Regions from separate parts of the Capra hircus genome. Here region 1 is linked to region 2. Evidence: chromatin contacts called from public Hi-C data. All regions are on one chromosome and are shown on one strand. Each heading gives the region's core, a stretch centred on a gene start, on an enhancer-like site or on the middle of the called end of the contact. The rest is flanking DNA. Distances are from core to core; before and after follow the strand shown.

Region 1 (5,561 bases), core at 2,915-5,414, 130 kb before region 2:
GAAAATGATCAGAGAAACCATTTTTTGTACCCAAAGGATGGGCCTGCACAAGTCAATATGCATAATATTAAAATAAGATTTACCTCTATCGTAGGATCATATTCATCCACAAAGTGATTCTGAATTAGCTGTATCGTCAAGGCACTCTTGCCTACGCCACCAGCTCCAACTACCACAAGTTTATATTCAGTCATTTTCAGCAGGCCTTATAATAAAAATAACGAAAATGTGACTAAGTTAGAACATGTGCCGCACATGAGGTTAATGTAACCCAAATGCTCTATCAATACACAAATTCACCTTTATATGGAAAACTATTTTCAAAATACTTCACAAAATTCAAGGAAACACCAGTTGACTACAGATGTGTATTGCAGTGAACTGTAGTTTGTTTACAGACTCCTTCATCAGCATTTGAGAACACTGCATTCAGAGCGCACAGTTCTTTTACCTTCAACTCAGGTTGCTCTATCTAAAGAGCCAGCAGTCTGCTGTTCCGCAGCAGTTAATGGCTCTCGGAGGAGCAAGCCATGACTTCGCTCAGGACAAGTGTTGAGTGCGCTGCTCTATGTCCTGTGGACCCACGGCACAGAACTTGTTGACAGCTACCACCACAGTATTCCTCACTGATGTGGGCCCCTAAGAGTTACAAGTGGATATGCTGAGTGTCTCTGTTGGAGCCGACAGCTATAGAAAACTTTTTAAAAGCATCATCATGGTCGTTCTCCAGGACAGTTAGCAAGAATCAAATTGGGGTGGCAGGAGGACTGTCAAAGCTAGACACTATGCTGGGAAAATAAAAACTGAGACGCCAAACAGATGAGGACAATATCTGGTGACATTGTAATCTGTAAATTATCTGCTGGGGAAAATAATGGTGTAAAAAATAAGAGAACTTTGAGAATTGTGAACTATTCAGCATAGATCATCTGATCATCAATCACAATATATGCTATTACTAGTGCTAAAGCACTTTGCACAGAAAATAGAATTAAATAATATTTAAAGAAAAGCATGCTTTTAATGAGACAATTTCTAAAAGATGTTAGTTATATCACAGTAACCCACATGACTTTTACTCTCTGCTTGTCATATATCAACTCCCAACAGCAGCGATAAATATCAACAACAGGTAAGGTTTAACAGCACCAACACAGACAATATTTTTTTAGTTAGTTTCAAACTCTTTGAAATGAATGTATCTACTTTAACCTCCTTTCCCTCAATAACTAGATTACTACAAATTTAAGTCGTGAACTGGTAGTCAATGTCCAAGAATGTACTACACGGTAAGTAGTTCCAGATTAATGAAAGTGCAGATATACTATACAACATTATACACATGCAGCATGCCATTTACTGAAGACCAAGAATCTTCCCAGTAGGCACCCCACCACCCCACCACATCCTTGCTCTGGCTCTACTTCCTGAACCCATTCCCAAAGAGCAGACAGGCCCAGCAACTGCTGTATCACAGTTCCTCATGGGCCTGCTCTGTGCCACCGAGGCTTGTTTAGGGCCACTGCCAACATGCATTATGTCCTGTTTTGCTCCCTCTTTTCATTCCTAATATTGGCATTAGCAAATGTGATAGGTGAGGATAATCACACCAAAACGTATCCTCTAAGTTCCCTGCCACCCCACCCCTCCAATAAAATCTGGATAGCCTAGAAGAGTAGTTCTTAAAACGTGGTATAGGAACCCACCAGGGTTCCTAAGACTTTTGGAGAGGGTCCAAGAGGTAAAACCTGGTTTGATGATAATGGTATGAGGTGATTTACCCTTCCCACTCTTATTCTTTCATAAGTATATACAGTAGAATTTTCCAGACCTGTGATCACAATACATTGACTATAGAAGCAGCTATGAGGATCCAGCTATCTTCTACGAAGCCATACAATTAGAGAGATTAGTGAAAGTGTGAAACAATGCCACTCTTCTCGCTAACTGCTGCATTTGTTTTGGAAAACAGTTACTTTTCATTAAATATTCTATTTCTGTTACCAAGTAAAGGGCTAATTATTTCTTTTTTAAATGAATTAATATTGTTTAATTCTCCATTCTAATTTCTGTTGTGGCAATACTGACACACTCCACATTGGGATCTTCAGTAATTTTGAAGAGTCCTTATGGCCAGTAAGTGAGCTAGTCTAGAGGAGACTGTGGACAAATACTGGATTAGTGCTTAGCTTGCAGATACACATGTGAATTCTCAACACCACACACTTTCTGGTCTACTTTTTTATGCAGTGGTTATTTCTGAAAAAAATCTTTCACTTGGATTTCAAAAATCAAGTTTCTTTAATCCACTAGAGAGAAATGGGTTGCCATGGAGAATCACAGGCCAAAGGAGTTCTCCGTGTCCAAAGCTACATAAGCTAGTAAGGGGTGGAACTGGGACCAGAACTGAGCATTTCATTCAGGCAAAAAATATTCATTTTTTTGACCATTAAAAAAAATGAATTATCACTTCATCTACTGTCTCTTAAAACCAGGAATGCCTGTGGACGGATACAGTCTAAGGTAAACAGTACTGCTATCAACCATTTTTGACGTCTCTAGTCCACTACACGTTCGAGTCAGCATTTTGGACCTTAGTCACCTAAGAATGACATCACTCATAAGGTTGATTCTGAGATGATGACTATGAACAGAATTTTTTCCCTTTGTAATTTCTTTTGAACAATTTTTTCTTTCATTACAAATGTAACATGTATAGTAAGTAAAAACCAGAAAATGCTTTTTTGTTCTTAACCACTCGTTTTGGTGGATGTCAAGATTTAAGAAGGCCAGTTTAGGACTTCACCTGCACCACTGCACATGCCTCAGAGTATTTCAGGCACTTGGCTGGCAGATTGCTACAATTAACTTCTCTTGTAGGTCGCTTTTGGAAAAAAAAAAAAAAAAAAAAAAAGGCCTGGGAACCGTTTAGGAGTACTGTAATAACTCCTGGGCTGGGGGTCCAATTTGTACGCATAAGGGTAATACAGAAGGCATGGGGGAAAGGAAAACAGGCAAATTAAACTTCACGGGCAATTTTAACTACCGCTGTTCACACTCAACTAGCAGGGAAAGAGCCCTGCTGCTGCCGTTCGGGTTAACTTGACAAAGCAAAACAGACCTTCTGGGATTAACTTTTTCCTTTACACGAAGTCCAGGCTTTACGTTGCAGGGTGTTGGCCACCTGTTCTTTCACCACCATCTCTACCTCCACCACCTCCTTTGTGGCCACAGCAATGTCACAGCCCATACGGGGGGGGAGGGGAGCCGTCAGGAACTCGGCTGCAGATGCATTTTTTCCAAACACAATAACCTCCATCAGTGGTCTCTAAGCACTTTCCCCTGCGCTTCCAAAAGGCGACCTCGCCTCTTACTCATCTATCCGCCCTACACACTGAAAAAGGACCACAAGCCGTCCAGTCTGCGCTTGGGGGAGAAGTTTATACCTTCGTCCCAGAGATGAGAGATGCAGCAGAGAAGGCAGCAACCGAGGCAGCCCAGTACTAGGAAGGGAAGAAGAGGTGCGGGAGCGGAGAGGAGGGTGAGGGAAGGACGGCGAGGGGGAGGGGAGGCCGGAGCGCCGCGGGAGTAACCTCCACCGCACCCGACCGCCCAGAGGGGCGGCCTGCCCGGCCCGCGAGTTTCTCCCCGGCCGCCTCCAGCCGCGGCTCTCGGGAGGAGGAAGGAAGGGGTTCCCCGTCCAGGAAGCAGCCCCAGCGGCGGCCGCCTCCAGCCTCACCCTCCTCAGCCCCGCACCGCCCATTCCTCATTCCCCGCGTCGCCGCGTCTCCCCCTGCAGACCGCCCCCCCAACCGGCCCCGTCCGCCCGGCGGCCCGCCCGCCCAGGCCCCGCACCCGCGCCCCCTTCCCGCCCCTCCAGGGACCCCTAATTCATTCACTCGCCGCCGGCCCCGCCCGGCGCCGGCGAGGAGGGTCGGGACCCCGGCAGGAGCCGCGAGGGGTGGTCCGCTCTGTACCTCTCTCCCGCACCTGGGAGCCGCCGAGCCTCTGGCCCCCGCCGCTGCCTTCAGTGCCTGCGCCGCGCTCGCTCCCAGTCCGAAATGGCGGGGGCCGGGAGTACTGGCCGAACCGCCGCCGCCACCGAAGCCGCCGCCGCCACCGCCGCCGCCGCTGTGCCTCCGCCGCCGCGGCCGCCGCCTAGGAAAATCGAGCTCCGAGCGCACCGATGAGTTCGGGGCCGGGCGGCCGCAGAGGGCAGACCTATCGATGCGCTCGGCGCTCGATTCCTCTCCAGACGGGAGTGCGGCTGAGGGCGATGTGGGAAGAGGGAAGAGCGAGCCTGCTAGCGCCGCCGGGAAGAGGGAGGGGGGGCCGGCCCGGGCCGGGGAGGGGGCGGACCAGGCCGGCGGAGGAGGGGCGGGGGCCGGCGCGGCGGAGGAAGCGGGCGGCTGGGGCCGTGGAGGGTGGGGACGCGCGGCCGGCGTAGTGGCAGAGGGGTTGGCTCTGGGAGGTGCCTCGGCGCGCGCGGATGGGGGCGCAGGCGGATCCACGCGGGGCCCGCCCCCAGGCTCCAGCCGCAGGGCAGGCCAAGAGCCGCAGCCTCGGACCCCGGCCGGCGCGGGCTCGGTACCCCGGCGATGCCGAGGCCAGCGCCGCCCTGCTGTCGGGGCCACACGGGGGAGCTGCGAAAATCCCGCCACCCATGGGGTCGGCCTGCACTTGGGTACATTCATTTACAATCATTTATTGCAAGTGAATAAACATGCAGTCACCCAAAGTAGGAGGCAACTTGGGGGACCTCGGAAGAGACCTGGCCGCCAGTTCCCTGGCCCGGAGCTTTCTGAGCACACCTGGATGATTACCAGTCTCCACAATCGAGGGCTGAGAGCTAGCCCCAAGCCCAGACAAACGCGACAAAATCTTTCACCACTAATTAAGCGGGGGGCGGGGGGGTGGGGGGAGCGGAGGATCTGTTGTTTTCTGTTGTTATTTTTATGTATATTTCGAAGCCATCGCGGGTCACTCAAAACGGCGACCTCAGATATACCTATGGCACCTGACAGTACAAGCAGACGACAGACTATTTTTAAATAGAAGTGCCCTTAATAGTCTAGACTTGAGGAGAATCATTCAAACATTAATTATAAGACAGATTAATCAGTTAACGTTCGGGGAGTTAGCACGTTAAACAATGAAACAATTAAACATAACTCTAGTATGCCCAGAGTCTGCGTTGATAAACTATCTATAAAGGTTTGGGGGAGTATTTTTTAAAAATTGAGGCCTGGCAGACCGGGCGCTTATACCTAGTAGGACCACCCATCTGAGTCTCTGCTCATAGCTCTGTCCTTCTAATCCGCATCATAAAACACCGAATAGTTATTTTAAAGCCCAACTAGTATGTCTGTTAACCTAGGCCTTACACCCGCTGCCCCCTTTTCCTCCTTCCCCTTACGTGGGCTGTACTCTGCCAGGCTGTTTCCTGCCTCTTGTCTCCTGGCACCTGGCACCAGGTGGAAGAGGCAGAAGAGAGGAGACAGGAAACGGGGCAGGGAAAAGAATATGCCTGCCCTAGTTCAGGTAGATACTAAATGCACATA
Region 2 (5,613 bases), core at 92-2,591:
AGGCAACCAATGGGAAAAGCAAGGACAGGACTCATCCAACCTTGAATGAGACTACGGACTAATTCTGAACATGGCCCCACTCTTAATTTACAAGGTAACTCACTCAGTTCTTCAGATCTGACATTATCCAATGACCTGAGCTAGGAATGAAGTGATATATAAAGTTTAATCATTAAACGACTTTATAAGACACTGTTGCAAACAGGGAGCAATGAGAAAATTGGCTTAAACAATTTGGGTGTTCAGGAGCAGTTTTTCTTACTCCAGGAGATTAAAAACGCCACCTGAGAGCCACCATGTTTAACCAGAACTAGGTTTATCGTAGTTGACTGACAACAGGGGTGAACGAAGACTCTTGCTTGCCTTCTTGCTGTGAACTGAGGTGAGCCTGGAAGGTGCCCCGATCAAAGCCAGCTCCCTGCCCCCACAGACTGTGCAGGCTTTGGTGTCAGACTGCCTCGTTCCCATCCGCAGAAGGGTACATACTGATTCTCAGAATCTGTTTCCTTATCTGCAAAATGCGGCTCACACTACTCACCCCATCCAGTTATTGTGAGAATTAAATGAGATAGCCTGCCAAAGCAGTCAGGACCCAGCAGGAACAATCATCATTGGCTGCTGTCACCAACCTTTTTGGGGCTAAGCTCGGCTCACCGGTGGAGTGGGCTGGGAGCCCAGGAGAATTGGTTACTGCGGTTACCTTGTGATGACCCTGAGCCAGGAATGAGGGAGCAGGTGAGGTTAGCGCCAAACTCCTCAATGTCTTCCAAGAGACAGAATGTACTAATGGACGCTATTCTCCTGCAGCTTGTCTGTCCTCAAGAGATTTCTAAGAAGCAGTGGCAAGGCCTCAGGAGCTAGGTCCCTGGCAGAGAGCAAGTTTCTGGTGACCACGGCACTCAATATCGAGAAGACAAAACCCCTGATAAGGTGCCGAACTGTCAGGTTCTACACATGGCTGGAACCCTTGGTGACTCCCTGGGAACAACCCCCTCCCCCGCCAATCCCCTTCCACCACCACCTGTTTTCCTCTGATGGACTTCAGCTCGCGCTAAACTAAGGACAGCAGGGGACACTTGGTGCGCTTCCCTGCCCCGCCCCCCCCTCCTGGAATTCAGGACATCCAGCTAAGCGCGGGGCTATCTTTAAAAGGAATTATTCGTGGCTCCTGCATAGCCCGCTGGTGAGGGCAACGTGGGGCGGCCCAGGCCAGGAGTCCCCCGAGTGCCCCCAGAGCCCACCCTCCGCCTGAGAGCCCGTAGCGCCCCGCCCGGGGCAGCACCCCGGGCCCGCAGAACCCCTCCGAGGAGAAACAACCAGCTCTGCAGATGCAGCTCTTGCAGTTTGGGTCTCTTCTCTCCTCTGACGTAATGTCAGTTTCCTGCTTTCGCACTGCAGTGTGCAGCTCGCTGGCCGGTAAGTCTGAGGATCAATGGATTGAACGCCAAGATAATCACCGCCACTATCTTGCAGTTTATTTTCCACGAATACACCCCGCCCCCCAAATTCCACGACTTTTGGCTTTTCAGGCGGTATTGTTCTCCCCTCCCCCCAGGAAGGCCGCCTCTACACACAGCCCAGCACCAGGAAACAGGCGTCGGTTTGTGGCTCAAATGTGGGGTCGGGGCGGGGTCGGTTCAAACCTTCTCTGCACCCCCACCCCCATCCCCACCCCCTGCTTTGAGATGTCAAATCCCTGGCTTTGTTTCCAGCAAAACTATGGTCGGAGCGGCAGCATTTCCTCCCCTTCTCCAGAAACCGAGCTGGGAAGTGGGTAAAAACTATTTACTACGGAACGTGCTAGGACGCTTCTCCACGCCCCACACCCCCACAGGGAAAGGACCGGCAGAGACCGCCCCGCCACCTCACTCGAGCCGGGCCAACTGCAGCTCCGCGGCCGCTGCCACCGCCCAGCCGAGCCTGGGGAGACTCCCAAGGGCTCTTTAAATACGATCTATAAATACTACGGGCGCTAGGCGCGCGCGTCACGGCAGAACCGGCCTCCGATTGGTTGTCGTAACCCCGCTATTTGCATAGCCGGATTGCTCAACCGGGCGGCGACCTCAGCCGAGCGCTCCCCTCCCCCGCAGCGGGCGCGCGGGCCGTTCGGGGCCGGCGGGCGGGGGCCGCTGGGTGGCGGCCGCGCGGCCCGGCGACGAGTGCGAAGTGGCGGTGGCGACGTCCAGAGTGACTTGAACTCCGGAACATTTCGAGTCTTGAGTCATGCGGCGGTCTTCCGGGAGGTCGGCTGCCTCCCAGAAGGATCGATTTTGCGCAGCCGAAGGCCGGCGCCTTTAGATCGGGTCATTTTGCTTTTCAAACACAGAAAGAAAAAGTTTGAAGGGTTTCACCCGAACAGATGCGCTGGGTGGCTCGCGGAGGCACCACGTGAGACCTTGGACACGCAGCCAGAGCCCTGTCCAATGACTTGCGCCTTGGGGTGTTCAAAAAAGGCTTTTTGCATGATCACTAGTCAGACCTCGTTAGTTTGAAAACCAAACCAGGAGTGTTCTGGAAATGAAAGAGGTTTAAAGTTAAGTTTTTTAAAATTTTTTTTAAAAACACCCATTCATCGATAAGAAGCTAGGGGAAAAGATTCTCTTGTAGCAACTAAAAATGTTCAGCTACTTGGCCCTAACCGGAGCTGGTTGCCTCTGGGGAGACGGGTAGTGGCGGAGAGGGTCAGGAGGGTGGGGAAAGACCACGCTTTGGAATCCGGGAAGCAATCCGACGTTGCGGAGAATATTGGCACTCGGGATTCTGTCCAGAAGATGCTATTGATCGCGGGAGATAAATGTAGATAAATGTGCAGATATTGTTTTATATTAGTATTCAGATGTTATGAAAATCGTTTTATCTTCGGGATGTAACCTGAGAATAGGAACTGTGGCTGCCGATTGTTCCAAACATTCTAGGTAAAATCTACAGCATAGTAAAGTCCTTACTTTTGAATGTGATAAATACGATGACTTTCAGTTTCCTCATTTTGTTTTAAAATGCCCTGTCCTTAAAGTGCAGAAAGCACATGGTAAGGGTCCAAGTCTTCCCGTAACAGTATCCGGGGAAGGCGCTAGAAGTGTATGTTGGTGTCTTTCACCGAGTCGGTCCTCAGAAAATATTAGTGGTGTGAATCAAATACGTTCATTAGAAGAAACTAAGCATTGCTCAAAATCTAAGGTCTCATTCAGTTATGTTTCATAAATGTCCTTTCCCCCTATATCAAACTCAAAGCTCATAGAACTCTTGTTATTCTACAACACTCTTAGCTACTGTTACTTGGATGCAGCGAATATGTATCTAAAAGCTTTTTGAAAAAGAACTTCGGATTTTAACTGAAGAGCGCCCTCTGCTGCCAACCTGTTTATGGGCAACGCTCCTGAAAAGTGAAATGCTTGTCAGAGTTGGACTGTGAAGAAAGGTGAGCACCGAAGAATTGATGCTTTTGTTCTGTGGTGTTGGAGAAGACTCTCGAGAGTCCCTTGGACTGCAAGGAGATCCAACCAGTCCATTCTGAAAGAGATCAGCCCTGGGATTTCTTTGGAAGGAATGATGGTAAAGCTGAAACTCCAGTACTTTGGCCACCTCATGTGAAGAGTTGACTCATTGGAAAAGACTCTGATGCTGGGAGGGATTGGGGGCAGGAGGAGAAGGGGATGACAGAGGATGAGATGGCTGGATGGCATCACTGACTCTATGGACGTGAGTCTGAGTGAACTCCGGGAGTTGATGATGGACAGGGAGGCCTGGCGTGCTGCGATTCATGGCGTCACAGAGTCAGACAGACTGAGAGACTGAACTGAAGTGAACTGATGCCCACCTAGTGTCAGACTTTATTTTTGGGGGCTCCAAAATCACTGCAGATGATGATTGCAGCCATGAAATTAAAAGACGTTTACTCCTTGGAAGGAAGGTTATGACCAACCTAGATAGCATATTCAAAAGCAGAGACTTTACTTTGCCAACAAAGGTCGGTCTAGTCAAGGCTATGGTTTTTCCAGTGGTCATGTATGGATGTGAGAGTTGGACTGTGAACAAAACTGAGCGCTGAAGAATTGATGCTTTTGAACTGTGGTATTGGAGAAGACTCTCAGAGTCCCTTGGACTACAAGGAGATCCAACCAGTTCATTCTAAAGGAGATCAGTCCTGGATGTTCTTTGGATGGAATGATGCTAAAGCTGAAACTCCAGTACTTTGGCCACCTCATACTGAAGAGTTGACTCATTGGAAAAGACTCTGATGCTGGGAGGGATTGGGGACAGGGGGAGAAAGGGATGACAGAGGATGAGATGGCTGGATGGCATCACCGACTTGATGGACGTGAGTTTGAGTGAACTCCGGGAATTGGTGATGGACAGGGAGGCCTGGCGTGCTGCGATTCATGGGGTCACAAAGAGTTGGACTCGACTGAGTGACTGAACTGGACTGAACTGAACTGAAAACTGGCAAGGTGAACTTTGGGATATTTTTACATCTTTGCAATTCATTTTGTAATTCTAGCCATTTAAATCATTTATGCTAAGCAAATAGGATCATTCGGTTCTGAATATTACCTTAAGTTTCATTCTCATTTCCACAGTAATACATAGCAGTTTATGTTTTAAAACCAGTACTAAAGCAGGAGATAGACTTGTTTTACAGTCACTATTGTCTGCATTGGGCTTCCCCAGTGGCTCAGTGATAAAAGAATTTGCCTGTAATGCAGGACATGCTCAGGAGACCCGGTAAGATCCCCCCTGGAGAAGGAAATGGCAATCCACCCCTGGAGAATTCCATGGACAGAGGAACCTGGCAGGCTACAGTCCATGGGGTCACAAAGAGTCAGATACGACTGGGTGACTAAACAACAAACAACAACAAAAAATTCTCTGCCTTCATAGCTACCAAAATAAGAAAAAAAATGCTTTAATCATTGAAATACTTTTCCAGTAATTTTAGTGCTGTGTCATATGAATCATTAAAATTTGACTAATTTGAACACACACTAATTGCAACTACTTACATCAGCGTTTTCCTTCTTAGCTTTTTTCCTCTCTGTCTTCACCAGTATTTCTGGTACCCCAGGCCAAGTAGAAATGTACTTATAGCAGCTGCCTTTTTGGTTGTCATCTCTTCACCATAAAGACTGTCATTTTATTGTGGTATTCATGTATTTATTGTACTTACACAGTATTTTCCTTCCCCCTTTTTTAATGTTAATGTTTTTTACTAATTCATTTCTTTGTTATCCGTATTAATGTGCTGAGATGAAAACAGTTTTTAAAAAGTCCCAAGTAGCTATGTAAATTGCAAACTGCACATCTTGACTGCTCTGCCAGTTGGTTCTCATTTTTCAGAGCTGCTCATCTTAAGGAAGAAAGAGATACAGTCAGAGGTTAGCCACTGGTACAGCTTTGAATCACTAGGAGGTAAGAGGATAACTGGTAAACCACAAATGAAGAGATAAGGGAGGCATGTATCTTCTGCTGTAAATGCTAATATGGGCCTTTCAGCTGCATTCCTCACAGTAAGCACTTTACCACTGTTTATAGAAACATACAGATAATGATCACGAATTAGTCTGTGGTTCTCCATTCTCTCTCAGTTGCAGAGTCAGAGATGGAAATAGAGTCCGT

The links. A called contact is a pair of places that touch in the nucleus more often than the background predicts.
Region 1: a contact with region 2 is called in a Hi-C map of blood, with 2.3 times the contacts expected there. The contact joins the promoter of KRAS here to the enhancer-like site in region 2. A contact is called at or near these places in 3 of 5 Hi-C or Micro-C datasets (blood and liver).

The regions. Positions count from the first base shown.
Region 1 is chr5:83,366,646-83,372,206 of ARS1.2, reverse strand. It overlaps KRAS (GTPase KRas), which reads right to left and starts at 4,164. Exons shown (of 7, transcript XM_018048391.1): 1 at 3,978-4,164; 2 at 84-205. The coding sequence starts at 194.
Region 2 is chr5:83,233,714-83,239,326 of ARS1.2, reverse strand. No RefSeq gene overlaps it. Among named protein-coding and RNA genes, the nearest start is that of KRAS, 130 kb to the left of the region's middle. Within about 2 kb of position 1,341, at least 5 of the 5 cell types and tissues checked have an H3K27ac peak or open chromatin away from gene starts, as enhancers often do.